Regions from separate parts of the Arabidopsis thaliana genome. Here region 1 is linked to region 2. A link is a contact called in public targeted proximity ligation data. All regions are on one chromosome and are shown on one strand. The core of a region is the stretch at or near the end of the contact, and the rest is flanking DNA. Distances in the headings are between cores, read along the strand shown.

Region 1 (7,006 bases), core at 341-2,840, 41 kb after region 2:
TGGTCACTAGGTTTCTCTGCAGGCCCAGAGATAATGAGAGGAGTCCTTGCTTCATCAATAAGTATGGAATCAACTTCATCAATCACACAATAATTGAAATCCCTCAAGACGAGCTCCTCAACACTCTGTACAATCAGAAACTAACTCAGAAAAAACATCCAAAATAAACTCATACAATCAATAATGAAAGGAGAAAATAAAGCAAGAATTACTTTCCGTGGCTAGATTGTCTCTCAGATAATCAAATCCAAGCTCACTGTTGGTGACATATGTGATATCGCATAAATAATTTTCCTTTCTTTGTTCAGGTGTCATATTCTCTGTCAAAGTAACCACATGCGTAAAGCATCTATAACACACAACGAGCAAAGAAGATGCTGATTACATTGACAAAGAAGTTCAGAGAAAAGAGACATACGTTGGATTAGACCAACCTTCAATCCAAGGAACCGAGGAACTTGACCAACCCATTCACAATCTCTTCGAGCAAGATAATCATTAACTGTAACCACATGAACACCTTTCCCACTTAATGCATTCAAATAAGCTGGTAAAATAGCAACAAGCGTTTTCCCTTCACCAGTTCTCATTTCAGCTATTTCTCCTTTATGAAGAACCATACCACCTGCAATTAAAACCATATAGAGAGACTCCACTCAAAAAAGTCTTTCATAACAGTGAGACCATTAGAATAACATTCCACAGAGACTGTGTTACCAATTAATTGCACATCGAAAGGTCTGAGTCCAAGAACTCTCTTGGAAGCTTCTCTCACAACAGCAAATGCTTCCTACAATTTGAAATTTCCACAATTGAATCAAAAACATTGGTGTCAAAACCAAAAACTGAAGGATTTGGAAAATTACAGGTAAAAGTGAATCCATGGATTCTCCTTTCTGAGCACGTTGCTTCAACGCATCAGTCCTCTCTCGCAACTCAGAATCCGAAAGAGCCGAAATCTCAGTCTCCAAGCGATTAACGGATGCGACGATGGATGCGTACTGTTGCCTAGTCGACTCTCCGTTATCAGAACCCTTGAAAATTCCGCTAAGAAGACCACCTAGTGAAGCATTCACACTCGTGCTTCTCTTCCGAGAGCAGCTACTACATCCAGATACTCCCAACTTGACGGTGTTTCCGAATTTGGTGCCCCAAAACGACGAAGAGCTCAGAAGACGATTTTGCCGGAGGATGATTCCATCCGCGATCACGAACTGAGAAGCGGTAGGTGAGATCGAGGGGCGGTGGTAAAGTAACTGAGAGTCGCAGAGTGGAGACACCATCATCGTCGACGGCGAGCCGGGAGAATTTCCGGCGGGAGCGAAAAACAGTCCGGCTGAAGAAAACCCGAAAACTTTTATTTCCGGTTTTCGTGTGTCGTCGAGTGAAGAGCACGAGAGAGAGAATTGAGACGTTGGGGATAAGGTGATGTTAATTACGTTTATACCCCTAGACTCAACTTCTGGTGGATACTCTTCTTTTTTGCCACGTCATTGAGTTTCTTACATATTTTCTAGCTTTAACTTATTTCACGAATTATTTTATATATTCGGCATGTATGTGCCTATGATAATGCAGATTTTAAAAATTTAGGTGACCGATTGATTTGTACCATCAAATAACTTGGATTCAAACCAAAAAGGCTAAGCATGGATGGTAAAAATAGACACGGCATTACATCGACTGTAAAATGGTAAAAAGAAAAATCACGGTCATCATCTCTACACATTATTTTGCTTGTAACGGACAGAGTATATAATTCACTTGAGAGAACTGGAGATCATATAAAGAGAATCCTAAAAACAAAAGACTCACAGAGAACAAAAAAAATGTTCTGACAGTAAAAGGCGGAAAAAAAACGATGAAGCAAGAATAAAATGTATGACTACCTGGGCTCAGGAGGCACTACTTTCAAACTCCTCATCCATTCGCAGAAACTGGCTTCATCAAACTCTATAAAACTACTCTTTAGTTTCATTCTTTGCTCTGTCGTCAATGTTCTTATCTGTGGAAATCTTGCTTCCTGCACAAAAAAATTGGGTTCAGAAGAAAAAAAATAAAAATAAATGGATTAAGATCCGCAATGATAGTTTTGTCTTTTCTTTCTGACATGGTTTAGTATGTTTTTACCTGCTCATAAGGAGGGTCTTTATGTGCTGGTATAAGCCGGCAAACAAAATATCTAGCTTGGGAACTTCCTTCCTGTTATGTTTCAATATATACAAGATTTTGAATTATGTTTCAATGGATTAGCAGATAGATATTGAATCCATAAAAAAAGAAAGGTTAGAAAGTGTGTGATTCTTTTGAGAAAAATTGTATAAGGTTCTGAAATGTTAAGGACCTTGAATGCGAGAATACGTGGAGCTGGAAACCGGAATTCAGTTAGCTCTTCAGCTAACGTTCTGCAAGCTGCTAAGACTGCAGCACTCTTCACCTCGTCAGCTGACAGTTCGGCTCCCTAAATCAACCAAAATGAATGATTAAACTGAAGTGATCCGAAAATAATTAAGACACAGAATGAAGACAAGAGTAACTTACCAACCAAATAAATACATCTGTGCCATGGTCAAGAATAACAGCCTTATCTGATTGCATAGAGAGATCATACGCTGGTAGTTCCTCGAATGTACCACCTTCTTGGTGCATCAAGCAACGGGGTGCTACCATACGAAGAGACAGATCGAAAGATGCGTTTAGAAACAAATTTCGTAGCACCGATCTTTCATCTTCATGACCAATGATGTTTCCCAGTAAAGGACCCCTTCTAAGATGGAAGAGGAGTTCTGGGAGGGATGATAGTTCCTTAGGGAAGCTATAAAGCTTTGATTTTGGCACTTGTGATCCGAATTTCAAAGCAATGTCTTTGATTCTTTCGTCTACTGTAGCACGCATATCGACTGCGTCCTTCTGATTTTTCGCTAATAAAAGAGTTCTCTTGGAGATGAGGACCGCAGAAGCTTCGTCCTCAACACTCTGAAGATATGCTGAGATGCTATCAACAGTTGGCAATTTGAACGTAATTACCCGAGACACATCTGCTTGATAAACATCCGAATAATGGAAAGCAAACTGGAAAAATACATGATCGCTTTTGATGTCCCTCTTATTCTCCATTGAGAGAGAGAAGCTTTGTGTTTCTTCAACACTCAGCATCTGAATAGAGAGAGCCGCATCACTCTTAAACGTCTCGTGAGTTTCTGAATGTGCTTCTTCGCCAGGTCCAATCACCTGAGTTATAAGAATATCATCTGAACATCGTACTTCAAGCAGACCATGTGAACCTGCTGCCCTAGTGGCTGCCCTCTGCAAGTCCACACCAAAGGCTTCACCAAAATCATCGTGAAGAACCAAAACACCACCTGAAGCTTTTGCAAGTGGCTGCAGGATAGGAACTCTGAGAGGGCAAGTTCCAGCGCACAATATGTCGACGACCGTATTGTGCCTGTGAGCTTCACGCCCCAAATTTTCCATCCATTTTATGGCTGTCTTTTCCATATATGGATAATTTGGATGACTCATTGAATGAGGTACCGATCCAGGACCATATGTAATGGGACCACCAGCGCAAACTATGATTCTACTGTTACCTCCTGCTCTTCTGACCACTCCCCGAGACATTTCGGCTGATGGTCCTTGGATTATAGCCAGAGCAGCCTCAACGGCAGTTCCAAGGCACCTATCTCTAGAGGCTTCAGGTACATTCAATGTGTATGGTCTTAAGGACGAGAATATCTCATGCGCTACCTTTAGTGATGCATGCATTGGTGACAAGTATACACCGGTCCCATAAATCAGCGCTTTCATCGACTCTGCAGATGGTGATTTTGCACCAGAAATAACATCCGCAGAAGCAACGGAATCTTCAGAGAAATCATATATTGAAACAGTACGACCATACAGTATAATCCCAAGCCTGGTAGTTTGTGGAAGCGAGTCTACAAATGCATGCAAAGAGCTCTGCAAGTGCTGAAGATGTGGTTCATCTAAACACTCATCAATAACAAGGACGACAGGTGCAGATGTCCGCGAATCAGAGGCAGGAACAAACCCAGGTCTCTTGTTTCCAGTCTGTACATAATCAACCAGAGGCAATGAAAGCTCTGGAAAGTTTTGCAACTCATTCTTGCTCGAAGCCACATATTCACCTTTACTTCCATTCATGTTCTCGCAGATGACACACTGCCATTGGCCTGAGCCAATTAATATGGAGCTATAGGGATTTGAATATGCTCCACAGTTCAAACAGCGATGTGGATCACGTTGGATAATCTGAGGACCAGGACTAATCTCCCTCCCAGCAGAAACTATTGCTCCAAACCCCAAGCTAGCAACATTTGCTAGCTTCTTCTGCTTTAAAACCTACATGAAACGGCCAGTGATGGTTGCAGATAAATAAATTACACAATTAGCTAACACTGACGCACACCAAATGTGAATTGAAAGTTAAGTAAAATACCTTATTTGCTGAAAACAAAACATAAGGTGAGTCTGCAGCTATTGGTTCTTCCATTCTAACAACATCTGGAAGATCACGCTGAGATCCAACAGATGACCCGTTTGAGTAAAAGGAAGGTGTAGATACGGGCAGAGAAGAATTAGCTGAAGAGTATGCCATAGGCTGAGGAGTAGCTGGAGAGGTACGGAAAGGCACAGCAGCTGGTTTAACCGGAGTATTAAAGACAGGAGGACCAGGCGGAGTACTCAAGCGAGGAATGGGACTTCCGGTTCTGATACCATTCGCAGGTGACAACAAACTTGGGGATTTCATCGACGGTGAAGACATCTGATCTGGTCTAAAACTTGGTTGAGGAAACCTAGGAGGTATAGGTGAAGCTACTACTGGAGGAGAATGAGGGACCGGGGTTCTATCTGGCTGTGGTGATGGCCTATTTGGCTCTAGAGGAGTGAGAGTTCCCGGGTAATTAACCGACGATTTCGGTAAGTTAGCCATCGGATTCCGAAGTTTCTACTTAATCCAAACAAAGTAAGATCACAATTCACAAGCTGAAACAGCCTTGAACTGTGTCCAGATCAAGAATCTGCAGAGAATTTCAACAAACAATCCTTAGTCCTTAGTATCCCCTAAAATTCAGCTCAAAATATCAAAAAACAAAGTTCATAGAAAAAAAAAACAGGACAATTCCGAAGTTATACTTCTAAACGATACTAAACCCAAAATCACCAATTCGTTTTCGTTTCAATCACCGACAAATCAAAATCCGCAGAAGTGTATATCAACTAAAATCTACCCAAAGTAGACATAAAAACAAAAGGCAAAATCTTAAAATCAAGCAGAGAAGTTAGGGTATGAAAACAGAAATCTGAAGAAGAAGAAGAAGCAGGAATAAAAATTGTGATACCTTAATCGGAGAGACGATTCGAGAAATTAGGAAGAAGAAGAAGAAGCAAATTCGTAGACGAATTTTTGACTCGCATTGAATCGTAGCTTACGATCCCTCTCACCCAGTACTACTCCTCTCGATTCTATTTTCATTTTTTCATTTTCTTTTAACTCGATGCGTGGCATTTTCGTTAATATTTACACTTAAGCTACAACTATTGGTCATTTCACTAACCACGCGTGCCTTGCTGGCATGATCGTAATATCTCATTGGTTATAAAATCAACTGCCAGCACACTGCATGACGTGGTATTAACCGACGTCGCATTTCAGATTCTCTCCAAAGCCGAAATAAGTAACGTAACGGTTAAATTCGGGAGAAACGACGTCGTTAACAATAAACCTTGTGGTTAAAGACCAATTTTCTTTTGGTAACTTCCTTTTTTGTCAAAGCTTTTACATAATTAGAAACAATGTTAGTATAAAAAAATACCTTAAGCTCAAAATATATTTTGAGAGGACTTAGGAAAACAATTGTTTGTCAACTAGAAGCACTAATGTGAAGTTGAACAAGCGAAGCATAAACACCACCTTCGATATTGATCAACGTTTCGTGCGTCCCTTTCTCTACGATCACACCGTTCTTGACCACGGCTATGACGTCAGCATTCTTGATCGTGGAAAGCCTGTGAGCCACTACTACTGTGGTCCGGTTCACCATCACTCGGTCAAGCGCGTCTTGAACCACCCGCTCCGATTCTGCGTCCAACGCGCTCGTTGCTTCGTCGAGTAACAGAATCTTCGGTTCTTTCACGATGGCGCGTGCAATTGCCACGCGTTGCTTCTGTCCTCCTGACAATTGTATCCCTCTTTCTCCCACCACCGTATCATAACCCTAAATTGAAATAAGAAAGAGTTTTTTTGCTTGCATAGTAAGTAATCTCTCTGTTTTTCAAAAGTGAATAAAAGTCTTGTTGTACTTGTAGTTTACCTGTTGTATACTAGATATGAACCCGTGGGCATTAGCAAGCTCTGCGGCAGCTATGATCTCAGCCTCGGATGCTTCATCACCGCCTTTTCCGTAGGCAATGTTGGATCTTATTGTGTCGTTGAACAGTACAGGCTCTTGCCCTACAAGCCCCATTTGTTGTCTCACCCATTTTAGTTGCAGCTTCTTGAGCTCAACTCTGTCTAGAGTTATATGACCCGAATCCGGATCATAAAACCTTTGTAACAGAGAAATCACTGTAGATTTACCTGATCCACTCTCTCCGACCAAAGCAACCGTCTGAAATAAGCAAGAGAATTAAAGGACTAAACATGTATATCAAAATCAGAATTGGTAAGTTTCATGTCTCCTCACTTTATTTGTGTCAATATGTAAGGGAAATATCAAGATAACCAAAAAAACAAATGATAGTAGTCTTTTGGACATGTTACCTGTCCAGCACGAATGGCGAAACATAGGTCACGAAAGATTTGAACGTCAGGTCTAGTTTGGTAGGTGAAGCTTATGTGACAAAGCTCGATATCTCCTTTAACATTCTCTAACACGAGTCCCGATTCATCTCTCGAATCTATCATCGATTTCCCATCAATAATCCCGAAAATGGAAGCAGCAGCACCCTTTGCTTTACTCGAATCAGGAGCAAAAGAGCTAGC
Region 2 (6,745 bases), core at 437-2,936:
TCCATACTGAATTATAGTTTCATTTTGAATACTATTCTATACAAAAATAAAAACAATAAAAAAAAATTGAGAGAAATATTAGCAATGAAAACAAAACTATCAAAGAATTGTTTTTGAAGTTAAAAAATATAAAATTTCAAAGTTCGAGGTCGGTGGCTAACTAACATGAAAAGCGCCGAGCAACTTGTGATATGTACGAGTTGGACCAAGTCGTGACGACTTTTTTAATAAGCTTAAGATCCAATTATTTCTCAAGAAAAACAGTAAAACGTACGCCAACATATATTAACTACGACGACAAAATTCTTGGCCTTTAAGAAAGACTAGTACACGATCAATCCCAACGATTAAACCAGCAGACGAGTAACCATATGTAGGGTACGAGTTTCTCAACCACATCTCCAACTTTTCAGTAGACGATCTAATTATGTTTAACCACTAGAAGCCGACACCATAAACATCCATCCGAGGTTATCGTCTTTCGAAGAGTTCCTAACGAGCATTCATGAAACATCATTCTCACTTCTCCTCCCACTAAACCGACTTTTTTCGGATGTTATTTCAAATTTGGTTAATTGCTAAATGATTGACCATTAATTCGACCACGTGATTACACAAAGAGACGTTTAGATCCACTACATTGGTGCGATGTGAAGTGATCACCATGCTTTAGTTTACACGTCCACTTTATATAGGTTTGGCAGTTAAAAAAAAGAAGTTTTATACATAGTTCTATCAAGTGGTCTTAGACCGAATCTTGGCAATATATTTGTTATAAGACTACCAATATCATTAATGATTAGAGAAAGTTAATGTTAAGTTTCATCAGATTCTAATTTAAAACCAATGGGTAATGATTGGATTGGTTGTGTTCCATATATACTAGTGTTAGCACTTAGCAGTCATGAGTGTGTTTACTCCATTTATAGTATACTTTCGATGTAGGATCCTAATTAGAATGATAAAGAAACATTCCAAAAGAGTATTATCAAAATGCTCTTCGTCTATCCATACAAATATAATGAGATTTGGGCAGAAACAACCATTTTGTTAACATATTAGGGTCGAGCGCAGAAAAAAATATATTTTGACCTGTGTTAATAAAATAGAATAGGTTGCGATTTTAATTAAGGAGGTTAATAAATTAAAATCGTAAAAATGATACCAAAATGGTAACAAAATCGTAAAGAAAAGTTCATTAGTATAAATATAAAAAATTCGGTCCAACAAATATTACTATTAAAAATTTATAAGAGAGATTTATAATAAAAAAAAAATTGTTATACCAAGAAAGAAAAGGAGATTCTTGTATTGTAACCCGTTTGTGTGTCTTTTTTAGTCTCAGATTTGTTTTAATTTTCTATGACTTAGGATTTGTAAGTCTTTTTTGGATTTCTAGAACCTGATCGAGGAAATTTCAATGAATATAGTGTAATTGGTTTGTTTGGATTTTGTTCCCTTTGTTTACCTTGTTTGGTATTTGGCTTCGGGAGTGTTCTTGTACTCATCGGCTTATGTCTCCGGAAGTGGTTTGTACTTGCCGGCTCTTGTATTTCAACTTGAATCCTATCGATGAAAATCCTATTGACAAAAAATGAAAAAAAAAATGAAGCTTCCATCATCCATCATTCAGTGGCAGCATAAGCATTTAAGACTACGTGCCGTTTAAGGCCAAGACAAACGGCACTCAGTTCCCTTTTGAAATGGTCAAATGGCGATTGAGTTGTTTTCCTCTCTCTCTCTCATTTTTTCAATTAAAGAAGGGAAAGAGGGGAAATCTCTGATCGGAGAGAAAGATCGAATCGAAGAATGGCAGAATTCGTTGAAGCTGATAACGCAGAAGCAATAATCGCGAGGATCGAAACCAAATCGAGGAAGATTGAAAGCCTACTCAAACAGTAATATCAGACCTTGGAGCTAAACCCTAAAGTCTTCTTTTGTTTTTGGTTTAATCCCTTATCGGTGTTTTAATGTGTGCAGGTACAAACATGTAGAAGCTTTGAAAACGGCTCTTGAAGGTTCGCCTCCGAAAACTCGCGATGAACGTTGCAAGGTCTCTCTCTTTCCGAAACCATCTTTTTTTTTTTTTTTGATTTACTGAGCCAAAAAAAACTCAACTGCAGTCGGCTAATTGGATAGTTGTGCACAGAGCTTTAATGGCCATTAAGGATATTGACGGAATGCTCAATGCTCTTGATGTCGAATATTACGACATTCTCATGAAGTAAGTGCAAAGTTGGTTTTTTTTTTTTTTGCTGTAATGCGTTTTGTAATATGTATGAATTGGAAAGCTCTATCCTCAGGCTGTCTGTGCTCTTTGATAGAATGTTTTTGCTTAAAATTCTCAGGTACTTGTACAGAGGACTTTCTACTGGGGACCGACCCACCTGCGATCAGTGCCTGAAGATTCACGAGAAACTCACTGAGAGAGCTGGTCTCGGTTGCATTCTCCGATGTCTTACTGATACCATCAACACCGTTTGATCCATCATTCCCTCTTATGTATTATTACTTGATGCCTTGATGTTTCCAATGTGCATATTCTCCTTGAGGAACCATGTCTCACATTTATCAGTTTTAGACTTGTATTTTCATTACCAAACAGTTGCTTGATAAATGATAACACAAGTCATTCCTAGAGCTCATGTGTAACATAATTCCCGGATCAGCTGAATCATAAATACGAAGACCAAGTTGTGATTAAGTAATTTTAGGGGGGTGTATTGAAACCAGAATCTTTTAGAAGATTTGGTGGAATTTGCATTCTTCTACAGACCAAATCCATTCTCGATTTTGCCGGTGAAGAACAGAGACCGAAAGCTTTTTTCATGGAAGACGAGGGGAGGAGGACAATGAGAATATGTCGCAGAGATTTTCTGTGAATCTTTTTTTAAATCAAATCGTTCAGAATAACACCTACAGGTGAGATTTTTTCATGCTTATTTTCAACTAAATTTTTTTGCCTAAGTCTCCCAGAATCAATGTTAAATGTTTTTAATGAAATTGTTTTGTTGAGTTTAGATAACAGTGGATTTAAGATGTGTTTTATAAATTCTTGAATGAATAACAGAAGATTATAGATTCTTTTGAGTGATTTTATATAAATTCCAATTTCAATAACAAAGGATTTGAGAAAAAAATTACAAATCACAAGTTGAATACAACCATTCCTGATTCACTGAATGTTCATAACTCGAAGGCCCAATATCGAACTCAGCCCATTGAAACTAAATTCATTTCTAAACTTTCAATGTAAATGCACTCGTCATACAAGAGTAAATGTTCACATAGTTAGTCATTGATTTAAACAATTTTACTCTTTAGATTTTTAAAATTTTATAGGATTGTAATAAACCAGGTTGAATTCAAATGTCAAATAGCGTTAAATAAAAGTTTAGATCTTTTTTTTTTTTTTTTTTTTTTTTATCAACGTTAGTACAAGAAGAAACAAGAGCAGCTTTTGCCAAAGCATCAGCTTGATCAACGTTTCCTTATAAAAGACAAAAGCAATTAAGTTTTTACTTTTACAGTCTTTTTGATCAAATTAAATGAGTAATTGAGTAGTAGTAGTAACAAAAGGGAATCCCAGAAATAGTAGTTGCTTTCACATGAAAAAATTTCCAAATACAACAATTTTTATTTATTATTTATAGCATCCGGTAGTTCCAGATGAACTCTTGAAAACCTATTTTCAATAAATCTGATGATCCTCTTTTGATATTTCAAAAATATTAAGATATATAACAATATAAAAAAATTGTCAGCTAATTACAAATTGTTTTCTCTAAAATTCAAAATTACCAATAAAAAAAATGATGTCTTTAGAAAGAAATAGATAAGTGTTTTTGTGATAAACGTTTAAATTATTGTTTATGTACTCAGATGTTTTCGGAGATAAAATGGATTATATGGAGTCTGATGTGAATTCAATAACTTACCAAGTATTAGTGCATGGGAGAGCGAATTCCCTTCTTCTTCTTTTTTTACAGATTTACGTGGAAGCAATTTTGAGTGACAAAAAAATAAAATATAAATATAAATATATATATATATATATATATATATATATATATATATATTTGAGCGACCACTGATCACAAACGTTACGTTTTTAAAAAATTCAACCCAATTCGTAACCCTAATTTTTAACCCAAAAAAAATAATCCTAAACCTAATAAGCTATATATTCACTATATCTTTTGTATTTGTTTTATTGGGTGAGAAAACTTGTTCAATTAGTCAGTAATTGGTTTTCGTTCTCACTCACCAAATCCTAATTGTCATGGTTTTGAAAATTATTAAATCTGGAAGTAGAACATATAGCGTCGAGATAAATATGCTACCTCTTATATCCTTTTATGTTCTTGCCTTTTTTTTTTTTTTGGGCATACTCTAGCTAAAACAATTTAAGTTCAAGTTTCAAAATATTTTTATACTGTATGTTTTTTTGAATACCAAAAAATCCAAAAAATATTTGAAAATATCCGCAAATATATAAAAATATCTAAAATATTCAAAAATATCTGAATAAATACTAAATTTCTGAATTGAAAGAACCGAAACCAAATCCGAACTAAACCAAAATTGTTTTGATTTTTATATGGTTCTTTAACTCGAGAACACCGAAATAATCAGAACTAGACTATAATCGAATCAAAACCGAACCGAATACCGAATCGTGCAGTTCGAACGGCACATGTGGCACATGTGCATTTATGAACTAATTATAAATGAAGATCCATGTAGGTGCATCTAAGTTTGATTTTCTTTTTTAGTTTTTCATATAAAACATTGAGTATTGTCTCTTTAAGTTTGGTTTTAGAGAGGAAGGACCGAAAAGAAGAGTATTAAGAACCAAAGAGGTATTTTCCGTAAAATATGATTAAACCTAACATATCAATGACAATTAGATGGTCATTCCTTTGACTTTTGTTAGACCATGTGGACAAAAATGCACACATACAAACATGTTTATATATATTTATATATATTATCATCTTTCATTAGACGTGCATATCGGTGGATTATTTAGTTAATTATATATTTGAGCAGACAAGCTAACTATAATATATATCTATATTCTCCCAGTTGTCCACAAAAAGAAAGAACAAAAAACAAAATTCTCCCATATGATGTCTTAAAAATATACTTTCTCTCATATCATAATTCATATATAATATTTGGCTGATCGCAATTTGAAAACGTTCAAATCGTGTTAGGAGGAAGCAAACTTTGATTTGCTTTATCTAATAACATTTACTATAACGAATTAGTACAAAATTTATAAACTCAACAAAATTAGCCATTCAAAACTCAAAACTGAAGTAAAGACTCACAATTAGGAGCAAACACAAGTTGAAACCAAAATAATTTTGATTTACAACAAATACGTTTATCTTTATACGAACGTGTATACATCTCTACTGTAACAGATATACAGTGCCATAAATATAATTACAAATTGTATTTATACACATGTTGTTGAAAGTTTGTTCTGTTAACTTTTCTTAAACAAAAGAAGAAACATCATGAACCTCAACAAAGAACACTTTGTGAGTAATTAGAGAAATAATATATTTTTAATTAAAGCGACCAAAAGTTAAATATGTTATTTATGTATATATGAGTTTTTTTTTTTTTTTGGTTTAGTTAGTTTTACATTAATCTATTTACTTTAGTTGTATGTTCTCGACTCACTTCATAATCTTAGTACATGTGGAGCTTTTTCCGAATTTTATCAAAAAACAACTCTTGCGATATTAATATAACTAACTGACTAAGTTATAATAACCTAATTCTCACATATTTATTTACGCGCGTGGTTGAGTACACATACGTCGTGATGTGCATAATCAACGAATGATTTCTTAAAAATATATCTACAAAATAACCCCAAAAAAAACTAATTCGGGAGTGAGTGTGAATCTTTGAATGAATTGTGGATATGAATTTAAAGAGGTCGCTCCATTTTCAAAGTCACTACGAAAAAGATTGGCAATTTGATGGCTAAACCCCCTACATGCTGGTCCCATTTAATTTTGGACCTCGTCGCTTCTGCATTATTTTCAAAATAAATACAAAAGTATGTAGTAAAAATATACATATATACTTCAAAAATCCAATCCATATTCTCTCACAATTTTTTTAATTCTTAAACAAATGAATAGAAAATTCGCTACACTACTTTAACTAAATGATGCAAGAACTTATAAATTACTTGTAGGTTCATGATCCAAAGCTGTATAAAGTATAGGAGTACTTAAGATTATCTATTTTCTTAAAACAATACTATATATATATGCATGTGAAGAGAGTAAATATAAGTAGCTATAGGTCAAACTTAATTAATACATCGAGCTAGAATTCCACGATCCCTCACTATAGTTAATTAACAACTACGAGAAAATAGCCGAGGACCGTTTTGCATGATTAAATCCTCTTGTTTGATTTATATTACACAAATATATGAGTAACGTATTTTGTACGTTATACATTGGAAGAATAATATAAATAAATAACTAAAATGAGGAAAAAAAATGGACCATTATTTGGCCTCTTTATTTATTTTTCCTCCCAAACGTGTGGGCAAAGTGTGGGACTAATTTGTAGACTTTTTATACTCTTCTTTATTTGCTTGTTTTGGGCTTTACCTAAGCGCCGTTTTCGTTTACTTGATATCTTCCCCATTCCCAATTTTAGTTTTTGTTTATGGTTGAAAGTATTCAATAATCAACTTATAATTTTT

The links.
Region 1: a contact with region 2 is called in a targeted proximity ligation map of shoot, with 11 read pairs. A contact is called at or near these places in 1 of 26 Hi-C or Micro-C datasets (callus) and 1 of 2 datasets of targeted methods (shoot).

Annotation. Positions count from the first base shown.
Region 1 is chr4:774,849-781,854 of TAIR10.1, forward strand. It overlaps AGY1 (Albino or Glassy Yellow 1), which reads right to left and starts at 1,591. Exons shown (of 20, transcript NM_001340335.1): 1 at 867-1,591; 2 at 718-790; 3 at 419-625; 4 at 217-320; 5 at 1-125. The coding sequence starts at 1,286. AT4G01810 (Sec23/Sec24 protein transport family protein) reads right to left here and starts at 5,507. Exons shown (of 6, transcript NM_116411.4): 1 at 5,364-5,507; 2 at 4,460-5,042; 3 at 2,542-4,362; 4 at 2,345-2,461; 5 at 2,131-2,202; 6 at 1,566-2,023. The coding sequence starts at 4,954. The coding sequence ends at 1,886. ABCB3 (P-glycoprotein 3) reads right to left here. Exons shown (of 11, transcript NM_116412.2): 9 at 6,785-7,006; 10 at 6,336-6,632; 11 at 5,798-6,239. The coding sequence ends at 5,886.
Region 2 is chr4:733,967-740,711 of TAIR10.1, forward strand. It overlaps CRK (ARP2/3 complex 16 kDa subunit (p16-Arc)), which reads left to right and starts at 1,687. Exons shown (of 4, transcript NM_116401.3): 1 at 1,687-1,898; 2 at 1,981-2,053; 3 at 2,124-2,224; 4 at 2,349-2,999. The coding sequence starts at 1,810. The coding sequence ends at 2,484. AT4G01703 reads right to left here and starts at 399. Exons shown (of 1, transcript NM_001125442.1): 1 at 286-399. The coding sequence starts at 399. The coding sequence ends at 286.